2 separate regions of the Rattus norvegicus genome follow, and region 1 is linked to region 2. A link is a contact called in public Hi-C data. All regions are on one chromosome and are shown on one strand. The core of a region is the stretch at or near the end of the contact, and the rest is flanking DNA. Distances in the headings are between cores, read along the strand shown. Region 1 holds the start of Mrpl17 (mitochondrial ribosomal protein L17). Region 2 holds the start of Smpd1 (sphingomyelin phosphodiesterase 1).

Region 1 (7,482 bases), core at 3,511-6,010, 270 kb after region 2:
TTATTTATATTCATATTGATCATTATGTGTTCTGATGCAAAATGCTTTTCTGGGTCCTAGGAAAACATTTTTTGGGGAGGGAGGAACACTAGTTTTAGTGGTACAAAGCTTGTTTAAACTGCTTTTGGTAGCAATAAAAAGAACTGCCAGCCTCAAATGGCAATAATCTCTCTCACACACGTAGCTAGGATTGCAGTTAGGAAGCACTTTAACTGGTTAGTTTTTAATCTGCCATTCTCACTGTCTTCAGCCTAATGCCCTACACCATAGGGACTAGAAAGCAATGTTGTATTTCAGTGTACTACAGAAACACAGCAGGCTTATCTTTGACAAAGTAATGCATTTAGGAATGGGGATGGTCAGAAAAGCCACCTGAAAGTCTGTGTATAGATTATGTAGGTGAAAGTGGAGCCTCCAGATGACAGGGACTATGTGAACAAAGCTTAAGGGAATTATGCCAGAAAAACCATCTGAATAAGGTGTGTTCTATATTTCTACAGCATGAACTTAAGAGGCACCATGTAGGAGGAGCATAAAGTAGATGCCTGGTCAGTAGGCAGTGTAAGATATCTGGATTTTGATCCATAGAGAACTGGAACTCTATCAGGCAATTAAGATGATCACATTTCTATCACTATGGCCTTGTGCCTGGGGTGTCCCACGAGGGAAAATTGCATATTTGCTAATAGAGATAAAGTAGGACATGACTCCACTTAAGATACAGAAAGACATGCCCTCAAATCTGTCAGTGCATCTCCACCATTTGATATGCAATAGGACACTGCCTGTATGCGGAAGGCCAACATAAATGCCTTTTCTTGTTAAAGATGTCTGTAAAGTTGGCAGTTAATGCTGAAGTTTGTCAAACAGCGCATCCAAACTTATACTTGTAAAATACACCCAAAATAAATGGATCTACCTAATTTTTATTGATTTAAAAAAAAAAAGATACAGAAAGACAGTTACGGGTAAAAATTACAGGTAGGTATTAGGTTCGTAGTGCTAAAGTTTTAAGTAAATATGTTAAGTTTTTTGGGTAGGTGAGGGGCATTAGTTTATCAACCTTATTGTAAGGCAATGAAACTCCACTCCCCCAACCCCCAAAACCAAAAGCTGAGTAGTGGTGGTACATACCTTCGATCCCAGCCTAAGGGAGGCAAAGGCAGGTAGATTGGAGTTCAAGGCAAGCCTGGTCTACAGAGTGAGTTCCATTTCAGCCTAGGCTACACAGAGACTCCATGTCTCAAAAAAAAAAAAATCAAAACCTGGAACTCCATGTGGAGAACCATTCTTTCAAAGTGATGAGGGGGCTCTCTTTGGCTTGGTATTTAGGCAACGTCTACTCAAAGGCAGCTTTTTACAAACACAGGCAGATTAACAAAGCCTTCAGTAGATGTCCTAGGATTTGTCAACTTTTTTGGGCCACATTATTAGAGATGTACAACTATGAGCTCCCTGACTGCAGATGCTTCACTTTTGGCCAGGGCCAGATGTACTGCAAACATTCTTGAAGAATGCTATATCCTTCATGTATAAGGTGATGCTGGAGATTAGAAGATGCTTAGCTAACACATATAGAAGGGGTAGGTACAGCTCAGCAGAATAAAGGCACTTGCCACCAAGTCTGATGACCTGACTTTGGTACCGAAGAACCACAGGTTGGACGAATAACTTGGGAAAGCTGTCCTCTGGGCTCTATCTGCACTGTGACACATGCATCCTCCTCCCTCCCCAATAAAGAAATGTACAACATTTAGGGATATATTTAAGCTCCAAATGGTGGGGGTTCAAAGCAAAGTCTTCCAAGGTTTGCCTTAAGGGGAGGGCTTTTCCTAGAACAAGTCATGACTCAGGCATCTAACTGGTAAATGCTCAAAAGATAGGAAAAGGGATAAAAATTTACAAAGAAACATGTCAAGTTTTATGCAGAAGGAAGAGGGATAGCTCTGCGGGGACTAGGTAATTTAGTGTAGGCAGATGTAGTGTAGACAGTCTCAGAATGGTTGTTATCACTGAAGCTAATGTCTTTCTGCTTCCACAGTGACCTCCTACCTTCTTCAGGCCCTGCATCAATTGTTCAGGAGAACTTCTTCTCACAGCTCCCTGGTCAAGTCTCTGAACATACAGCACGGCAGGCAGGATGGGTCATATCTATAATACTGAGTGGATATAAACAAGCTCCTTGCTTCTCACATGCCCCAGCCATTCTGAAACCGGATTTCCTCTTTCTGGGTTCCCACAGAGGTCCACTTTTGACAACAAAAGCTTTCAGGAAATTCCCAGCAGGCTTAACTTTCTAAAGCATCACTCTCTATCAACCTTCCTCTTCACACCCTCCACTGAGAGGAAGGAACTTATCCGGAGCACCAACATCCTGGCAGATGCCAAAGCCCGATCTATGATCAGGGTGGTGAAACATCTATTTGAGTCCACATTCAAAACCCATCCAGACCTCGAGTGAAACACAAATGCAACATGTGACCTTGCCTAGAAACAATTCTCATGTTTAGGAGTACTTCGTTATTTGAAGATTCCTGTACAGAGGTTCACACAGCTAGTTATCAGGAAGCAATCTCTTGGGACTGAATGCTTGCTCTCACAGTAACCTGTCAAAATCTTGTCAGGGGGTTAGAAGGGCAGATGGCCACACCCTCCCTTCTGGATCGATAGTTAACTGTTGCTAAGGGAGGATATAGCCATTGATAAGACACACACGCTCCTGTAAGTAGGACTAATGAAACTCACCAGGATACAATCACACTCACAAAAAGACATGAAGTGGAAGGGGGGGCTAAATGAAATAGACAGGACAATGGGGTGCGTGTGTGTGTTGGTGAACATGATCAAAAGACAACTGGTAGAGAGACATATATGAAAATGCCAAGATGAAACCCATTCTCATAGGATTGGTAAATAGATTCTCATGTGTAACTTATAAAAAACAAACAAAAAAGAAATCCCTATGGTGAGTCTCTAGGCTGGACCACAAGCACCATAGGAAGATAATTTGGAATCAATCAATACAGGGCCCATATAAATAAGTGTTAAAATAAGCAAACTGAGCCAGGAAGTGGTGTCCCATGCCTTTAATCCCAGTACTCAGGAGGCAAATGCATGTGGATTTCTTAGTTCAAGTCCAGCATGGTCTACAAAGAGAGTTCCAGGACAGCCAAAGAAACTCTGTCTCAGAAAAATATAAACAAAACATAAGCAAACTGGCACTGTGTGGTGGTGAACACCTTCAAGCCCAGCACTTGGGCAAAAGGGACAGGAGGACTGCTGCATGGTAGATGCAACCTGGATTACACAGCAAGACCCTCTCCCCACCAAAAAGCAAAGCAAAACTGGACCTAAGACTCAGAAAGGTAAAGCAGTGGATTTACTGTCGTAGGAGGCTGAGCATCTGCATGTTCCTTATGTTCCAGAAATCCTAGGGAAGGAAAAGAAAGTCAGTGTCTTATATTCATATCAAGGATTTTATCTACTGTGCAAAGAGGATCAATTCTAGTCAGCAGGGAGGTCTGGGCCTCATTATGAGGGGGCTCCACAATGCCACTTCAAGGTCTCACACACTACAAGAGCTCCAAGACCCACCAACACAGGTACCACACCTATGCACTCTCCAGCTCCAGTTAAGTCTTTGGTGTTTGAACTGTATGGGAGCTGTGGAGGCTTGCTTTCTGGTTATGGTGCAGGTCCTGCTGCAGTCCCAGGAGTAGCTGGTTTAGGAGAGTAAGGTTGCTATCTCTGTGAGGCAGAGGCAGGGGAGGGAGGCAGTTCCCCTTATATTCTATCACTGCCATCTTGGCCCGATCTTGTTCCTTTCGATTCGGGATCTGTAGCATTCTTGTGTAGTTGCCATTCTGACCTTGGAACCGAGGCGCTAGCACTTTAAACAGCTTTGGGATCAAGTCCTTCTCCTAGATGGGGAGAGTTAATCAGAAGAAAATAGTCACAACGGCTTTCCCCACCACCAATCAGTTACCAAGTTACATAGAACCACTTATAGGAAGTTATACAGATGTGCATCTCTTCCAGTTCAAATAAGAGAAACACGTGTCTAAGGTAGTTCGTAACTCTGGTACATAAGCGAATGCCCTGGCTTAAATCTGCCAAGTACCCGGTTTTCTAAGGATTCCTTCCCCACTAGAAGGCAGGAAGCACTCACAGTGAGCCAGAAGTCAGCCATACGCATGGCTCGTTCGTTGGTGTCTCCCAGCTTTCCATAGTCGATGAGCTGTGAGGACAAAACACACGGATACAACACGAGCAAGAGTAAGGCACCCACCTTACTCTTCTAATGTCTCACCTTCATCCAGTCATCCCACCAGCTAAGCTAATTCAGGGCGCTCCTTCCTCCTCAGCCCAACCAGCCTTCCATTTAAAGCGCGGGAGTGACGTGCTCAGCTGAGTGCCACAGGGAATTCGCTACCTACTCCCGACACAGGACAAGCGCAGTGGTCTGAGGCTGGGCCCAGCCATGAATGACTTGGCTCTTACCTTCTCCGCGTAGCCCCTCATCTCGTCCACGCGTGCCCATGTCGCCTCGATGCGTTCGTGGCGAACTAGGCCTGTGAGCAAGTTCCGTAGAAGGTGGATCCGGGACTCGGGACCGAGGCCCAGGCGGCGGTAGACGCGGCCGTGGGAGATAGCGGCAGCTAAAGACAACCTCATGCTCCCACCTTGGCCCCACCTCTCCGGGGCCCGGAAAAGGAAACTAAGCACGGTGTGTGTTGCGGGGGTGCAGGGCGGAGTCACTTTCCAGAGGACGCATGCGCAGTAGCTCGGCGCGTGGCAGGGGTGCTTGCGCATGCGCATCAGAGCCTGCCTAGCTGGCAGTCTGAGGGTGGGTGGCCCGACGTGTTGACGTTTCTGGAGCGGCGAGCTGGGCGGGCCTCAAGGTCTGCGGGTGCTAAGTAGCGAGCTAGGGATCTCGGCGCCCCCTGCCGGGTTTCTCCTGCACTGCCTCAACGACCTGGGGCGTTCTCGGCTGAGTCGCCTGCCAGGCGGAGCATGCTGGGAAAGTGAGTATCTGAGGCGAACTGCGCCTGAGGGGTGGGGCCATGGTGGAATGTGGCCTCTAGCCTGAGGAGTTGTAGTCTTGCCTGGCTTCCTGACGACGTTAGTTTAAACCTAGTTTTCATTAGTGCTAGTGAGATCGATTATGTCCAGGAAAGCTTCAGGTATTACATTCTTTTATTGACATTAATAAAAAGTGAGCACTAAAAGCTAAAGTAATGGACAAATACTTGACATTTTTGAAAAATGTATTCTTCTAATATGCAATACACCCTGACCATAGCTTCTCCTCCCAGCTCCTCCTCCCCTTTCTTCCCCTACTTCCCCTAGGAAAGAGCAAGCTTCCCAGGGACATCAACCAAACAAAGCACAAAAAGATAGAATAAGACCAGGCACAAACCTTCACTTCAATTGTGATCAAGGAAACTCACTAGGAGGAAAGGGTCCAGAAAGAGTCAGAGACACCCCATCTCTCACTGTCAGGAATCCCTTCTAAAACATCAAACCAACAAACTATAACATATTTGCAGAGACCCTAGCGCAGAACCTTGAAGGTTCCACGATTGCCCCTTCAGTCTCTGTGAGGCCCCATGAGCCCTGCTTAGCTGATTCTACAGGCTGTGCTCTCTGGTGTTTGATCCCCCGTGGCTCCCACAATTCTTCCTCCCCATCTTCTGCGGGGTTTCTGGAACTCCAAGGGGAGGGAACTAATGGAGGTCTCTAACCTAGGCTCTTTCTCCACTTAATGTTTTGTCAGTGGGCCTCTACATCTCCCATCAGCTGCCAGAGGCAGCCACTCTGATGACCACTGAATTAGGCACCAGTCTATGAACAAAGCAGAATATTACTAGGAACCATATCATTGAATTAATTAATTAATTGGTTTGTTTGTTTTTGGCAGAACTATTTGATTCTTCTCTAGGCCTCTGGGAGATGAATACTTTTACTTAAAAAATTCTCTCTCTCTCTCTCTCTCTCTCTCTCTCTCTCTCTGTGTGTGTGTGTGTGTGTGTGTTCTCTTCCATTGCTCAGCATGAGCTCTTTACTGCTCATTGAAAACAGTTTTCTGGGAGGAATTGGGTGAAAATATAATCTAGCTGTAATATCTAACAAAATGATGATCATATTAAGACTTATTTAAAATGAATTTGCTATAGCTGAGTGACTAGAATATTGAGGAAAGCAGCAGATAAAAGCACATTTCAAGTGGAAAATGAGTAAATTTTAAAATTGTTTCATTTTAGAAAAATAAGTTTATGATCATGTGCAATATGAAGAAGTTGAGGTGGCTCAGGGCTAAAGAAGGACCCCTAGTTTGATGGAATCAACATAACCCTTCAGATGGTGTTTCACTCTGGAAATAGTGACAAGCTGTTTCCGAGCTGGCTTACATTCTTCATGGTGTTCTGTCCCTGCCCTCTTCATTTCCTTGTATTATTAGTGAGGTGAACTGCCGGTTGCCAAAATTATAAAGTCCTTCGAGGTCAGAGAGGAACTGATTCATGCATTTGGCTGTCTTTCCTCTTTCCTCCACCATCAAGCCAGCACTATGTTTTTTTTTTTTAAGTCTTATAGTTTTTTTTAAAAACACATGATCATTGTTATTTTTTTTTTAAAGTTGTCCCTTGATCATTCTACTTTTACTTAGAAAAGTTACCCTTTCATCTTTCATTTTAGCTAGGCTTGTTGTTAGCTAGTTTTCACCATGCTTCACTATCAAGTATTTCATTCATTGTGAGTCTATGCAGTAATTCATTACTGGGACTAAATCATTAACAAGATCTCTTAAATCCCAATCCCCTCCCCCAATCTAGCTTGAATTCGGGAATGTCATTGACTACACTGTTGATTTGCTTTTGCGTTGATCCCTTCTTTCACACTGGTGGATATATTTCTTCACCCCTGGAAGTTGGATTTTTCCTTATCCCATTGACCTACTGTACAAATCCTTGAGTCAGAACACCTTTTAAAATGAAGTGTGTGTGTGTGTGTGTGTGTGTGTGTGTGTGTGTGTGTGTGTATGTGTTATGTTTGAATGCAGATTCCCATGTGCATGGTGTGCATGTGGATATTGGAGGACAAATTTCCAGACTCTGTTCTTTTCTACCACCCAGAGATTTGGGGTTTTCAGGCTTGTATGGCAAGTGCCTTTACTTTATGAGATACCTCACTGTATCCAAAATTGGATAATAGACATGTCAGAAAAGACAATACATTTTGGTTTTGTTTGTTTTGAGACAGGGTCTTGCTCTGTAACCTAGGCTGCCCCTAGGGTTCACTGTGGAATGTACATTGGTTTCAAACTCAAGCATTTGAATTGTCAATTCTCCTATCTCAGCCTACAGAGTACTGGGATTGCAGTCAGAACGACTTTGCCTAAGGAATGATGACTGATTATCCTGTTCAAACACTTTTTGTACCTTTTGATGAATATAAATGCTGTTCTCTGGAGAATAATATTTT
Region 2 (6,477 bases), core at 2,230-4,729:
TAAGGTGAAGGAAGAACCAGGAGGCCCCAGGAGATCACAAGGCTTCTTCTGAACAGGCCAAGGCTGACCTAAGGAAGTGCCACTGCTCAGCTGGCCTCATAGACAGCAAGAGATGATAGCTAGACAGTGCCCTCCAAAACAGACACAAGCCCTTCTGGTGGCGGTCATGACTTTAAGCCCAATGCGTGGGAGGCAGTGGCAGGCGGATCTCTGTCAATTAGAGACCAGCCTGGTCTACAGAGTGAGTGAGTTCCAGGACAGCTAGAGCTACACCGTGAGACCCTGATTTGGGGGTGGGAGAGGGGAAAGAAATAGATAGAAAAAATAGATAAAAAGAAAGGAAACAAAGGTGTGATAAAATATGTTATCTTCACATCTGTGGCAGTGGTTTTGATGACCTCTTCAGAACCATAAAGCTTCTCTGGAAAAAGAATTTGTGGTTAAGTTTACTGTCAGTCTCCCTTGTGTAGACGTACCGCCTCCCTCCCAGGCCCTAGGAAGTATACTTCAGGGTGGTCCTCACTTCTCGAAAGGGTCGATTTCGTCCAGCCACTAAAAGCCCCGCACAGCTCTTTCAGCATCACTGAAACATCTCCAGTGTGAGACACGCTGTATATTCATTATGGGTTACTGAGAGTGTGGGTGTAAGGGTTAAGTCGGAGGATTTGGGGCTGGAGAGACGGCCCAGCCATTTAGAGCATTTGTTGCTTTTGCAGAGGACTCTGGTTTGACTACAGGCACTCACACAGTGCCTAACAACCATTGGCAACTCCAGTTTCAGGAAATCTGTCATTTTCTTCTGACTTCTGGAAGTACCAGGCGTTCTCATGGTGCCCATACATACAGGAAGGCAAAATACACATATACATAAAATAAATAAATCTAGGGTTTTTATTTTTAATTTGAAGATGCAAACAGTCACAGATCAGAAATGTCATGGGGGGTGGGGAGTGCCTATACTAAACGGGTACAGACTTTTTCCTTGTTAACACTACTATGTAACAACTATTATTACTACTAGGAATAAACAGACTAGAAAGGATTTAAAGTATATAGACATGTATGGCTTACACACATATGCAGCACTACTCCATTCTACAAAAGGGACTTAAGACTTCTTGAACTTTGGTCTCTAAGAGGATTCTGGGAAACATGGCAGGAAAATAGTACCCAACGCCTAAATTTGTTGTAAGGATTGAGTTTACTTGGAGTTCTCAAGAAAGCCCAGCACATAATCTTGGAACTTGTTTGGTAATTATCATGATTGTCTGAAATGAAGTCTACCAGGTAGGGGTGGGGGATGGAGTGGGATAGGGGAGGTGCTCCCTGAAAGAAATTCTCTAAGAAAACTACTAGTGGGGATTCATAGCTTGGAATGTGGGATTTCTGTAGGAATCAAACAGATTAGGTGACTCACTGCTATTGCCTTTGTCTTAGTTTTCCTATCTGCAGAATGGGAATAGCAATAGTTTTATGTTGTTTTGTATGGAGGCAGGGTCTCATGCAGCTGAGACTGGTCTAGAACTCGTGTACATAGGAGTACAAGGTCATAGGATGACCTTGAACTCCTGTTTCTCCTGTGTCCACCTCTCCAGTGTTATGATTACAGGCATGTGCCACCCCACCAGTTCAAGAATAGCAGTATTATAGCTATCTGTGGATTGTGTGCCTGGATTAGGGCTTAGCACATTTGCAGAATTTGATAAATTGAGCTTTTTGCACTGTGGATATAATTCTTCCTTTTAATTGTTTGAGACATGGTTTCACAGCAGTCCAGAGTAGACTCGAACTTCCCAAATATACTTTGAAGCTAAGGGTGGCCTTGAATGCATGATCCTCTTATTTCTACCTCCCAGGCACTGGGATTTCAGGAGTAATAGTTTCTCTATTAAAAAGGAGGAAATAGCATCTTCATGTGAGCCAAAAGCCCCTTCTATCCAGAGAATTCTGAATCAGGTTCTCAGTTAAAGCTATGCTAGGAGAAAGTTGGTTGGCTCCTACTTGTAAAGTCAGCCAGCACTGTGGATGCTGGGGCAAGACATAGTGAGATCCTGTCTCAAAAACAAAACAAATAAAATAAAATAGGATTAAAAACACTTAAGTGACTGCTATTGGTTGGATTTAAGACCTCCGGGAGACAAGATGGAACCTGTACCTGGCACCATTATCAGAGCAAGGACTTGTGGCTAGATAGTTCATAACCCCCCACGGGTGGGGGACAGGGAGAACCTACTACTTTTATTCTGCTACATAGGCACAGCATTTAAATGACTTCAGTGTCTTATTTCTGTAGCTGTAGATTAGAGCGCTTCTCCGCCCTCATCGGTGAAGCCTCTTGAAGCAGGTGAGAGTTAACACAGACCCCTACAACTGATCAACAGAGAACAAAAGACTTCTAAGTGATCTTCACCAAATAGGGTCTATATCACACCTCTCCTACAAGGTTAAGTGACTGAGAGAGGGACTACCGAAAGACTAGAAGAGCCAGAGGCAGCAGATGACTAAAGGAAACTGTTTTCTGGACACAACAGGGAAGTTGCATGCGGTGAAATCACCTTGATTGTGACAGCTTACACAGGATGTTCAAGCTAGACAAAATTCCAGAGGCCCACTCCCAGCTAAGGAACTATTGGCACTAGATAGCTCCTAGGAGAGAAGAGGTCGTTTTCTTTTTAAGGATATGAAGACCTCTGGCAGGCCCCACACCTAACAGTGTTGCTCTTCTGGAGGACCTGGGTCCAGCTCCCATCACCTGAGTGATGACCTCAATACATCTCTAACTCCAGTCCAGGTGGCTCCTACGGCCTCTTCTGGCCTCCAGAGTGCATGGTGCACGCACATACAAAATGTCCATACACATAAATAAATGATAATGCAAATTTTTAAATTAAAAAAAAGTAACATTAACAAAACATCAAGTGCTGTAATGGTGGCAGAGCATAGGAAACCGACGAGAGGGACCTCCATGGCAGGTCAATCCACTCAATGCAGGGATAGGATCGCTACCCCAGCCCTCTCTCTTTAGCCTCCCGAGTTAAAAGGCCAGCTGAGCCGGGCATCTATTCTAGGAATCTGAAAGTTTGAAAAGGCAGGTGGAGGGTGCTGGGGGCGGGGGCGAGGGGCGAGGAGGCACCTGGGAGTTCCCTAAAGGGCTTCCACCAGTTCTGGCCACAAAGCATCAGGCCGCGGCTGGCAGCCTCACACAGCAATGGCTCAAGGTGGCGACGCTCGTCTCTATGGAGGGCACTTACCTACCCCAACTACCATCCAACCTCACGGGTCCTAGGACCGCCTGCAGTGACAGGCTGTGGCATAAGAGGACCGAGGAGGGAGGGCCCGCGGGTCCCCTTTTGCTCCGCCCCCAAGGCTTTGACAGCACTCCCCCAAGGTTGCTGGGGCATAAGAGGAACAGGAAGGGGAGGAGCTGTTTTGTGGCTGGCTGCTGAGCCATCAGTCAACCGCAACGAAGGGTAATCTGGTGTCTCCAGAGCTACTGGGGCCCCGAGGGCCAGCCAGGGCCTCGGCCTGCGGGGCCTGGAGGGGCGATCCAGTCCTGTCTACGAGCTTGGCAATGCCCCACCACGGAGCGTCATCCGGCCAGGGCCATCTCAGAGCCGGCTGGGAGCAGAGACTGGAGAGGTCCTTACCGGCACCCAAATTGGGACTCCTTTGGATGGGGCTGGGCTTGGCTCTGGTCCTGGCTCTGTTTGACTCCACGGTTCTCTGGGTTCCTGCCAGAGCTTATCCTCTTCCCTCCCAAGGCCATTCTGTCAAATTCAGTGCGGTAGCGCCGCAGCTCCAGAATGCCTTTGGGTGGAGGAACCTCACCTGCCCCGCCTGCAAAGTCTTATTTACTGCTCTCAACTATGGGCTGAAGGTGAGTGCTTGAAGGGCTGTGGTGGAATGCTCCGGGCAGGGGGAGGGGCACCGATAGGCTCTGGGGCCAATATATTATTCCTGGTGGAGGGTGCTTCCTATGCCTCCATGTTACCACCACCCCACTGTGACCTTTGTAAAGTAGGGAGAGTAAAGTCAGCTGGCTAGTCATGGGCTTGAAATGAGAGCACACCCTGAGCTAGAGTAGGTAGGTAGAGGCCTGGTGCTGAGCTGCCGGGCAGTAAGTGGGAGACACTGATGTCCCTTTATCATGGTGACAGAGTTCACCCTAGCCCTGATTTAGACATGGAAGCCTGTGGAGTGGTGGCGAGGGGTCACTTGTACTGTCTCTGACCTCTCATCATTGGTTCCTTCCTCCACAGAAGGAGCCCAATGTGGCACGAGTAGGCTCTGTGGCCATCAAGATGTGCAAGATGCTGAACATAGCGCCACTAAATGTGTGCCAGTCAGCTGTTCATCTCTTTGAGGACGATGTGGTGGACGTGTGGACACGCTCAGTTCTGAGCCCTTCAGAAGCTTGTGGCTTGCTTCTGGGCTCCTCTTGTGGGCACTGGGACATCTTTTCAACTTGGAACATCTCTTTGCCATCAGTGCCGAAGCCACCCCCAAAGCCACCGAGCCCACCAGCCCCAGGTGCCCCTGTCAGCCGTGTCCTCTTCCTTACTGACCTTCACTGGGACCATGACTACCTGGAGGGCACAGACCCTAACTGTGCAGATCCCCTCTGCTGCCGCAGGGGGTCTGGATGGCCGCCCAACTCACGGACAGGGGCTGGGTACTGGGGAGAGTACAGCAAGTGTGACCTGCCCCTGCGAACGCTAGAGAGCCTGTTGAAAGGGCTGGGCCCCGCCGGCCCTTTTGAAATGGTGTACTGGACAGGAGACATCCCTGCCCATGATGTCTGGCAACAGTCTCGACAAGATCAGCTAAGGGCCCTGAACACCATCACAGACCTCGTGTGGAAGTTCTTGGGCCCTGTACCGGTGTACCCTGCTGTGGGCAACCATGAGAGTACTCCTGTCAATGGCTTCCCTCCCCCCTTCATAAAGGGAAACCAGTCTTCACAATGGCTTTATGAAGCCATGGCCAAGGCATGGGAACCCTGGTTACCAGCTGACGCCCTTCACACCCTCAGGTACTTGCTGTCCATGGAAACCCAGGGAGAAAGAAGGGAACTGGGCAGACTGCTCAAGCCAGCAGCACTCTCTACTGCCTTCCCTAACATGACCCTGCCTTCCCTTTTCTTATCTCCAGCCTCTTTTCAGAGCTAACAGTACCACATCCCCACACCCCAGCTTGTGTCTTTGCCTACAGTAGCTCTTTGTAAAATGAATTCTCCCTCCCTCTTTAATATCTCCCATTTTTCTCAACTTGGCCTGGCCTGTAACATCCATCCACTGAAAGGCCTTTGCTTTCTGGCTCACCTGACTCTCTGTCCTGAATTACTGGAGCCCTCAGCCCTCTGAACCTTCTTTACTGTCAGAGGAGCCTATAATTACTGCTGTTGGTCTTCAGCTGGGATGGGAGCTCCTGGAGGTGGGAGATGACATCATGTGTAGCTCTGCCCCACATGTAGGACTAGGATTGTCCAAGTATTGATACCTCGGTTACTTTTGTTTCAGAATTGGGGGCTTCTATGCCCTCACCCCACGCCCTGGCCTCCGCCTCATCTCTCTCAATATGAATTTTTGTTCCCGTGAGAACTTTTGGCTCTTGATCAACTCCACAGATCCTGCTGGACAACTCCAGTGGCTGGTGGACGAGCTTCAGGCTGCTGAGAATCGAGGAGACAAAGTAAGGAGATGCCTTATGAGCCCTGTGGAGAAGGTGCTGTTGGGGCTGAGGAGAAGCAGGCTGCTGTGCGGCTGAGGTCTCTGAAGAGGGGAGTGTTACTTCACTTCCTGGAACTCCAGTCTTCCCTGGGTCCATGGCCACCCTCCTATGTCCTTCATATACTCTGTCTCCTGCCACTTCGCCCAAGGCTGCCTGGACTCCTCAACGCTCTAATGGCCCTTACTTTCCCTTCAGGTGCATATAATTGGGCACATTCCTCCAGGACATTGCCTCAAGAGCTGGAGTTGGAACTATTACAAAATTATAGCCAGGTAAAGGGATAGAGGGCTTGGGTGTGGGGACTGAAGGGTTAAAGTACCCTCAAGAGTCAGGCAGTGGTAGCACATGCCGTTAATGGCAGCACTCTTGAGTTCAAGGCCATCCAGTCTACAAAGTGAGTTCCAGGACAGCCAGGGCTGTTAACATAAAGAAATCCTGCCTCTGGATTTAAAAAAAAAAAAGGAAAGGAAGGAGCAATTCCCCCAAGCATGGAGTCTCAGTCTGGTGGAGAAGCTAATTTGCAAGTTGCAGAATGACCACCCTAATTCCCCAAGTCTCCCCACCCTCACTTCTCTCTGAGCAGGTATGAAAACACTCTGGCTGGTCAGTTCTTTGGCCACACTCATGTGGATGAGTTTGAGATCTTCTATGATGAGGAAACTCTGAGCCGCCCACTAGCCGTAGCCTTCCTGGGACCCAGTGCTACCACCTTTATCAACCTTAATCCTGGTGAGTGAGGCAGAAGGG

The links. Hi-C and Micro-C count contacts between places; a contact is called where the count stands out from the background.
Region 1: a Hi-C map of Schwann cells shows a contact between it and region 2, with 5 times the contacts expected there. The contact joins the promoter of Mrpl17 here to the promoter of Smpd1 in region 2. A contact is called at or near these places in 5 of 12 Hi-C or Micro-C datasets (the A7r5 cell line, Schwann cells, frontal cortex and 2 more).

The regions. Positions count from the first base shown.
Region 1 is chr1:169,570,939-169,578,420 of GRCr8, forward strand. It overlaps Mrpl17 (mitochondrial ribosomal protein L17), which reads right to left and starts at 4,761. Exons shown (of 4, transcript NM_001313842.1): 1 at 4,501-4,761; 2 at 4,169-4,237; 3 at 3,612-3,920; 4 at 3,072-3,430. The coding sequence starts at 4,674. The coding sequence ends at 3,633.
Region 2 is chr1:169,301,293-169,307,769 of GRCr8, forward strand. It overlaps Smpd1 (sphingomyelin phosphodiesterase 1), which reads left to right and starts at 3,480. Exons shown (of 6, transcript NM_001006997.1): 1 at 3,480-3,877; 2 at 4,260-5,032; 3 at 5,520-5,691; 4 at 5,926-6,002; 5 at 6,314-6,459. The coding sequence starts at 3,572.